2 separate regions of the Mus musculus genome follow, and region 2 is linked to region 1. Evidence: chromatin contacts called from public Hi-C data. All regions are on one chromosome and are shown on one strand. The core of a region is the stretch at or near the end of the contact, and the rest is flanking DNA. Distances in the headings are between cores, read along the strand shown. Region 1 overlaps Gm40748 (a long non-coding RNA gene). Region 2 has its middle 130 kb from the start of Gm33843.

Region 1 (3,924 bases), core at 580-3,079:
CATAAATTAATCCTTGATGAGGAGACTTCAACTGAGGAGGTGCCTCCATCAGATTAGCCTGAAGGCTAGTCTGTGGGGACATTTTCTTGATTAGGGATTGGTATGGCTCATCCCCCCTGTGGGTGACATTATCCCTGGGCAGGTGGTCTTGGGTTGTCTATGAAAGCAGGTTGAGCAAGCCACAGAGAGCAAGTCAGTAAGCAGCGCTCCTTTCCATTCCTCTTCTGTTCCTGCCTCCAGATTCCTGCCCTGCTTGAGTCCTGCCCTGCCTTGGCTCCCCTCAATAATGGACTGTAATCTGGAAGTATGAGAGAACATAAATTCATTCCTCTTCAAATTGTTTCTGGCCACGGTGTTTATCACAGCAAAGCAGGACAGCTTATGACGTCTGGCTATCTGATACTCGGAATCGCTGTCAGCAAAGGCCTTGCCTCCGGAGAAAATAAACAGAGACAATGTCCCATGAGCTCATCTCACAGACCATCTTCAAAGCTGAGTGGCCAGACTCAAGGAACATCTCTCTCTGACAGACCATCTCAAGACACATAGGAATGGTTGAAATCCCTAAACAAGATGAGAAGAAAAGGTATTTGGCTGCTGTCTGAGTGTCTGCGATCTCTGAAACTCAGTCAGCAACATTCATTAAAGGGACTGCGGGAGTGAATGGAAGAGAATCAGCATCAGTCGCCTCAGCACTAGATCACCTCAGGACTAGTTCACAGCCGCTCCCTCAAAAGCTTCTTCATCACACCACAGTTTCACCTGAGGAAAGAGGGGCCCACGGGAGGACTCTACAGCTTCATTATTCTGAGGCCAAGGGCATGTACAAAGCCAACACCCCCAGCCATTGCTGTGTCTGTGAGCTTGACGGCAGGTATCCACTTGCTGAGGCACATCTCCTCTGACAAGCTGTCCTTGCCGGTGATATCTTTAGTGGCAGTGAAGAACACAGTGTATTTTTCTCAGATTAGGAATTGGAGACCTAGAGAAGATAATTTGTGTTACTCCACACAATCTAATAAGATGTCTTCTCTCCCCGCCCCAGACAGGCATGGAGGCACTCGCTTACAATCTCAGCACTGGGGGGAAATTGAGTGAGTAGGATCATGAGTTAGAGTCTAGCCTAGGCTACATAGTATGACCTTGCTTCAAAGAAAAAAAAATTAGTGTGAGTGTGTATGTGTGTGTGTACACATATGTATAAATGTCATGAAATGACTGTCTTCCTAGTGGAGTGATATTGATGCCATGTGCCAAAGACCTCTGTATTTTAATATATTCAAGAGTTAGCGGAACTGCTTGTTCACTAGATTCGTTATTTATAGCTTTTCTGTGAGAACTCGCTTCACTTTATGTATTCAACACTTGGGATGATCACTACCTTAGTCCATGTGCTAATTGATACAGAAAAGTTTCTAGGTTTGGAGGATATATAAGTTTATATTTAACTTATTCCTGCATCTTATCCAGGAAATGAGAGCCAGATGTCTCTGCATGTGTGCTATTTGCTTTAAGCAAGATGTCAGGCAAAGATAAGAGCAATTCACTGATTGGTTACTGTGTCTTCCCACGGAGTACATAAAGCATCTTTGGGCCCTCTGTTATTTTGCTAATCTGTTTATCTCATCCTCACGGACAGCTCTCTTCATCTGAGCAGTGGGCGTTTGTCCTGCGAGGACGGTTCTTCCTGGAATTCAAGATGACACAAGTTATGGACAGTAACTTACCACGGTGCCTTCCGCCAAAGTAAAGGAGCCAGACGCCAAAGGAAGGCGAAGATGCCAGACTTTCATCTGGCTTTTAAGTAGTTACAGGCCAAAGTCAAGAGTCCGTGCTTCTTACGAAATGCGGTTTCTGGGTGCCCGCCCCTCCACATCTCATACACCCCACAATTTAGGACAGATTCTAATAAAACGTAAGAAAAGGAAATCTTCCCAAGTGTTCTCTTGTTTGTGGATGAAGAGGACAGGAAGTTATCATAACAGGATTCTTAATCTCAATTCAACCGAGGGGTCCCTGAGAGGCAGAGACTGAGAATAACAGCTTCCTTAGGGGAATTCCCAGAGAGAGTCTGAGTGCACAGACCTCCTATTTTCCTTATTCCCTGGATTCTGTTGCAAGAAGACACTTGCAGTATGAGCAGAGATGGTTGCAGTCCTGTGTCCACACAAATCTGCCACCTCCTTATTCCTGTCTGGCGTCTCCACAGCCCATCTCTTTGTGCTCAGCCTTCAAGGAGAATGATCTGTCCTTCAAAATGTTGACTGCCTTTCCAAAACTGGAAGTAAAAGCTAAACAGACTGAGCTATGTGAAGAATTTTAGCACTGACTTCTCTCTTTCTCATTCTCTCTCTCTCTGTCTATCTTCTTCCCTTCCTCTCTTCTTCCTCCCTTTGAAAATGTCATCTTAGTAAAAACAATTTATTCACTGGGCAGTGATAGCACACTCCTTTAATCCCAGTGCTCACTAGAGAGGCAGAGGCAGGCAGATCTCTGTGAGTTTGAGGCAACTCTGGTCTGCAGAGCAAGTTCCAGGACGGCTGGAGTCATGCAGAGAAACCCCCCCCCACCCCGTCTCAAAAAAAAAAAAAACAACAACAACAAAGAAATAGCAACAACAACAAAAATGTATTTATAATATCATAAAAGACCTTTTTAGAGTCTCTTTTTAAAGGGAGGTCCTAAAGGGAAGTGAATGTCCTGTTTATTATTTTTCTTTCCTCCGGAGTTTGTGAAGGATTGGGCGGCCCGGGGAAAGACAGTAGTTGTATCTCTGGCTATCCCCACTCTTTTGAGGGATCCCCTACAGGCCCCACTGCTCTGCTCTATAAAGAGTTTACAGCTGCCCTCTTTGGATGGAAATTTGATGAAGAACCATGCTCCTCTCCTAGTCTGCTTTTGCTGGTGTCTTGGATGTGCTCTCTGAGTCTAAGACATGATACATTATACATCTAGGGACTTCAACATCTGTTTGGCTCCAGAGGGAACGAACATCCTCTGATTTCTTAATCTTTTTCATCACAATGGAGGGACTCTGAAAGGAGCAGTTGAGCACCTGGGATGTTCACACAGGAGGACTCAGTTTATGCTGACATCACTCTCTGTGTCTGTCTCTGTGTCTCTGTCTTTCTATCTCTCTGTCTCTGTCTCTCTGTCTTTTTCTGTCTCTCTCTGTCTGTCTCTGTCTCTGTCTCTCTCTCCTGTTGGATCAGGGAAATGACCAACTATGGTCATTGCAGAGCTGTGTGGTGAAATAAAAGTCAGTATGAGGAGAGAAACAATGAATGCACATCTCTCAGTTCCTTTTCATTTGAGTATGCATCCTCGGTGCTGACACAATGGGGATTTGGTGAGACTGCAGAAGCCTCTCGATATTAGGTAATTTAAGTACAAAAATGTAATCTCATAACTTTAAAGGGGGAGGAGTAAGGTTGAATATTAGTTTAAAAATGCTTGGAGACCCTATTTGTCTGTTCTCCATGGAATGCTACTTTCATAATCTTCCCAAGTAATCAGAATTAATAAAAGTGATATATATTTATGTATATTTTCATATATATATGTATATGTATAATTTCTAATATGTAGCAAATGCTAAGATAACTTACCAAGAAGAAAGAACTATTATTTTTACAGACTAAAACACTGAAGAAGTTACATCACCACCTTAGGTCAAAATGGCTAACAAGTAGAGATCAGCCATGCTTAGGTGACACCAAAGTCCTTTTTGCTGTATCATTAAGGAAAGCAGTGTCCCAAGAACTTTCCACTCTTTATGTATCTCAAAAAAGTGTTACTCATCTCAAAATATCAAACATTAAATCAAGACACTGAGACTGTTTAGAGACAGCATCTGGAAAAAGCTGATGAGAATCAGAAAATTCTGGAAGCTACATATCAAAACTTCAATTGAGAAGATGGTAA
Region 2 (3,933 bases), core at 431-2,930, 160 kb before region 1:
TAGAGAGTATTGCTTCTCTCTTTCTGCCATGTGGGACCTGGGGCCTGGACTTTAATTCTGCAACTTTGTCACAAGGGCCTTTACCAAATGGAATCATTTTACCGACTCGGGAATAAAAAATTTTAAGTTGGAAAAAGATGGGAAGAAGTTGCAAAATACAAAGGAAGCCAGCAAATGGTTATAAGATGAGAAGCAGGTTCAGGGCCCTGTGTAGAAGGCTGCAACATCTGCATGGAGTTTCTGGAGGCCTCGCTCCTCTGTGATCTTTCCTCTTTGGGTGTCTGGGGATTCAGCTTTCTTTACACAAACATCTTTCAACCAAGGAGCACTTTGCATCTGTATCCATACAGCAAGCCTGTCATTTTCACACAACAATAGTAATGGAGCCACATGGCTGCTGCCCTCTGGCCCCCATCCAGTGCCATGCTGATACCTAACCTACCTAAAAGGCAAATTTGGTCACGTTATTTCCCCAGCTAACATATATCTCTTGCCACTTGGCTACAGCTCCACAGTACTTTTCAAGATCTAACTCGTCCCCAGCCTGGGCTTTATGCTGTTGAATTTGCTGCCCTCCCTGTCTGATGGAACCTGAACGTCTTCTGTGTATGTGTGCTCCCCCCATCTTGCACCTGCTCCTTCTTTTCTCTTTGGCTGAGATTTGAACTCCCTTCACAGACGTAGTACTACTATTGTAGTGTTGCCCTGAATAAACCCCAACATCATTTTAGAAGATCCAGAACTTCATTTGGAGGGTTTTTTTGTTTTTTGTTTTTTTCCTGTTCCTTTTCACACAGGGCTGTGATGGTCTAGCTTGGACCATCCTCAGTGGCAGGGACAGTGACTATACTCATTAAACGACTTCTTGATTCAATTTCTTGACTTTTGTCAGTATTTCTCCAAATATGCTCTAAAGAAAAATTGTATCACAGTCTGAGAAGATCAGTGGATAAGAGAGCCTCCTGTCCTTCTAGATCATAATTTACTTCCTATCACCTTTGCAGTCACCTGGAACTCCAAGTCCAGGGGGTCTGATGCCTCCCTCTGGACTTCATGGGCACCTACACGAACACACACACACACACACACACACATGCAAGCACGCATGCAATCGTGCATTCATGCTTGAAAATAAATCTTAGAAAAAAAATGTAACCAGAAACACTTGGTGGTGAACTGTGCAGATCTCCTGTTCTTATTTGAAACGGATGAGAATCACCTAAAAGCACTTTCAACTTTTCAGTGCCAGGCATTGTCTTTTAGTCTGTTTTGTTCAATTGCTAACTCTACAAAGCAAAAGTAAGTTTCAAACAAAAACAAACAAGAAGCCCCAGCTGCTTCCAATCCACAGGTCCAGTGCTACCTCTATGGAGGTTTGGGATCCAGGCTCATGTCATCTTTGCATATCCAGTCTTGTTCACCATCATTTCCATTCCAAGATTTTCTGTTTTATTTTGTGATTACCTTGAGTACCCATTTAGGCTGCAGAGAGTTAATTAAGAAATTGTGGCAGGCCCTAAAGACAAGACAGGGAACATTTCACATTCAAACCACAGCATAGCCCCAGGCCTGGGTGCAAGAGAAGTATTAAGTACAGCAAGCAAGCAAACAAACCGTTGTGTTTTGTGGATCAAAAGCACATGGCCCAGAGAAGCTCTGAGTGCTGTACCACAGGGCAGAAATGTAACCAACGCAAGGCCTGCTGTTTCCTTAAGAGGAGGCTAAGGCAGAACCGGCGGTGCTCGGCTATTTCTTTGCACAAATCCTTGGCGTGGGCTGTGAAATGTCAAATGTAGATTTGATTAAGCCCAACTCTAAAGCCCTAAGGCAAGTGTGTATCCACGGTTCTAATGTAATTATCGGAGCCACCTCTGTCTGCTACTAGGGCTGAGCTAGCACCCCATCATGGATACCAACGTCTACAAAATGAAGCCTGCAATTGATTGATTCATCACATCCCAAGTAGAAAGAGCCTAAAAAGCTCGACCAGGCTGGCTCCTCCTGAAAACTGAAGCATTAAATTAAGTAGCGGAACCAGCAGACCTGCCTTCTGATAGTCTGAAAAGGCGGAGCAAAGCATGGGCCCTAAAGAAAATGGTAGAGATCAAAGTTCTGTTGCCCTTTCGAGCAGCAAGGCTCTGGACATTTCCAATCCTTCCTTGAGATGATAACCCATACTTTGAATTCTTGGAGGCTGTGATCAATAATGAGTCTTCAGACTGAAGGATTCAGGAGATGAAAGGGGAAAAGTGGTGTTTCCTGGATCCATACACTGGGAGAGCAGGCATACAGGGAGCATGAGCGTAGATCAAATTAAACTAAATGCAGCAGCCTCACTGGGGCAGATGAGATTTCACCACTGCATTCTCAGAGGGAAGAAGAGGATGCACTGCCTACACCCAAGTTAGCCACTAGCCAAAGCTCTACTTTGTTTTGTGAAATTCACATCATATTATTTCTTCCTCCTCCTCCTCTTTTCTTCATCTTCTTCATCCTCCTCTCTTCCTCTTCCTCCTTCCTTCTTTCTTCCTGCTTTAAAATGTGTTCCTGTCCTCTTTTAAGGACTGATTGGAACCAAGATGACAAGAACCAAACCTCCAGAGAAAGATCGCTGTACTGTGAAATTCAAGCAGAGAGAAATGGCACAGCCATGTTCGACCTCACCCAGTAGTGGAATCTAAACACGCTCCACATGGTTCAGAGAGAGAACCAGAGAGAGGTCTGTCTGGTGAGATAAGTCACCAAAAATTTAAAATTTGCTTATCACCCTTCACAGAAATGAGCCATATTTTCAAGCTCCATGAGCTTCCTCCAATTTGACCAACAAAGTTAGAGTGTTGAGAACAGTTTCCGCGTGACTCTAGAACCAAAGTCTTATTTTGGGGGCTTTTGGAATTGTCTCTGTCCAGATATCCAGAGGTCAGAGTGGTCTTTGTTGGAGACTCTGTAGGAGGCTCACCATAGGAGAAAGATCATTTCCCAGCTGAGAGCCATCCAGGAGATAGGGGAGGGAAACAGATGGTTTTATGAGGGTTTGACTTCTACTTTAAGCCTCGATTCTGGAAATGGCAGTGGTATTGTGGTTCAGCCCTGGTAGCATCTGTCACAGGGATGCCAGGCTTAAATATCACAGTGCTCTTTCAAGCACAAATTATATTAAAAGTAGTTTCTGCCTTCCAGGGACTCCCTTGCCTTAAAAGCATCCATCGTCTGTCTCCTTCTGCCTGTGTATTAAACCTAAGCTCATAGATATTCCCTCCGGCTTGCCTTCATCTGGTCTTCCATCTTTTTACCATCGTGTCCTGTAGACCAAGGACTGTCAGACTTCTTTTCTATAAAAAGGCAAATTGTAAATATTTGAGTCTCGGGGCCATGTGTTCTCTGTCACCACTGTTCAGCCCTGCTGTGACAGAACAAAAGCACTCATGGACAATATGTAAGTTAAAGAACATGGTTGGGCTTCAATAAAATTTTATTTACAAGAACAAGGTAGCGGGCTGCATTTGATTTGGCCCGAGGTTGTAGTTTGCCAACTTAACTTCTATTTTAGATGGAGCAAATGTGTTCCTTTTCATACTCATTTCCCTTGCCTTGTAGGCTCTTGGGTTTTTTTTTTTTCTCCAAGCTCAAGTTGCTTAATTAATTAAAACTCATTAGTCACTGAAAGAATATTGTGTGCCAGATGCTGTCCTTGGGTCTAAAGATGCAACAGCGAAAAATAAGCTTTCTATTATTATGGAATTTAGGTTCTACAGAATGAAGAGAACAATGGAAACACATTCTGGGTGAAGAAGGATGAACACAGGATGCATGTGGAGGCGGAGGGCTGTTTTGTAGACGAGAAAAGTCACATTGATGAAATGGTTCAGTGACAGTGATAAAAATCAAGGACAAGTTCAATCTGCAATAGATGTGGGTATAACGGGAAGTTGT

Evidence for each region. A called contact is a pair of places that touch in the nucleus more often than the background predicts.
Region 2: a Hi-C map of the N1E-115 cell line shows a contact between it and region 1, with 4 times the contacts expected there. The contact joins two enhancer-like sites. A contact is called at or near these places in 1 of 15 datasets of contacts at CTCF or cohesin (the NIH/3T3 cell line) and 2 of 484 Hi-C or Micro-C datasets (the N1E-115 cell line and nephron progenitors).

Annotation. Positions count from the first base shown.
Region 1 is chr10:96,303,481-96,307,404 of GRCm38.p6, reverse strand. It overlaps Gm40748 (a long non-coding RNA gene), which reads left to right. Exons shown (of 3, transcript XR_871975.1): 2 at 241-586; 3 at 1,640-1,904. Among named protein-coding and RNA genes, the nearest start is that of Gm40748, 3.3 kb to the left of the region's middle. Within about 2 kb of position 1,829, at least 9 of the 459 cell types and tissues checked have an H3K27ac peak or open chromatin away from gene starts, as enhancers often do. A contact at or near this core is called in the N1E-115 cell line, where this site is marked.
Region 2 is chr10:96,467,033-96,470,965 of GRCm38.p6, reverse strand. No RefSeq gene overlaps it. Among named protein-coding and RNA genes, the nearest start is that of Gm33843, 130 kb to the left of the region's middle. Within about 2 kb of position 1,680, at least 5 of the 459 cell types and tissues checked have an H3K27ac peak or open chromatin away from gene starts, as enhancers often do. A contact at or near this core is called in the N1E-115 cell line, where this site is marked.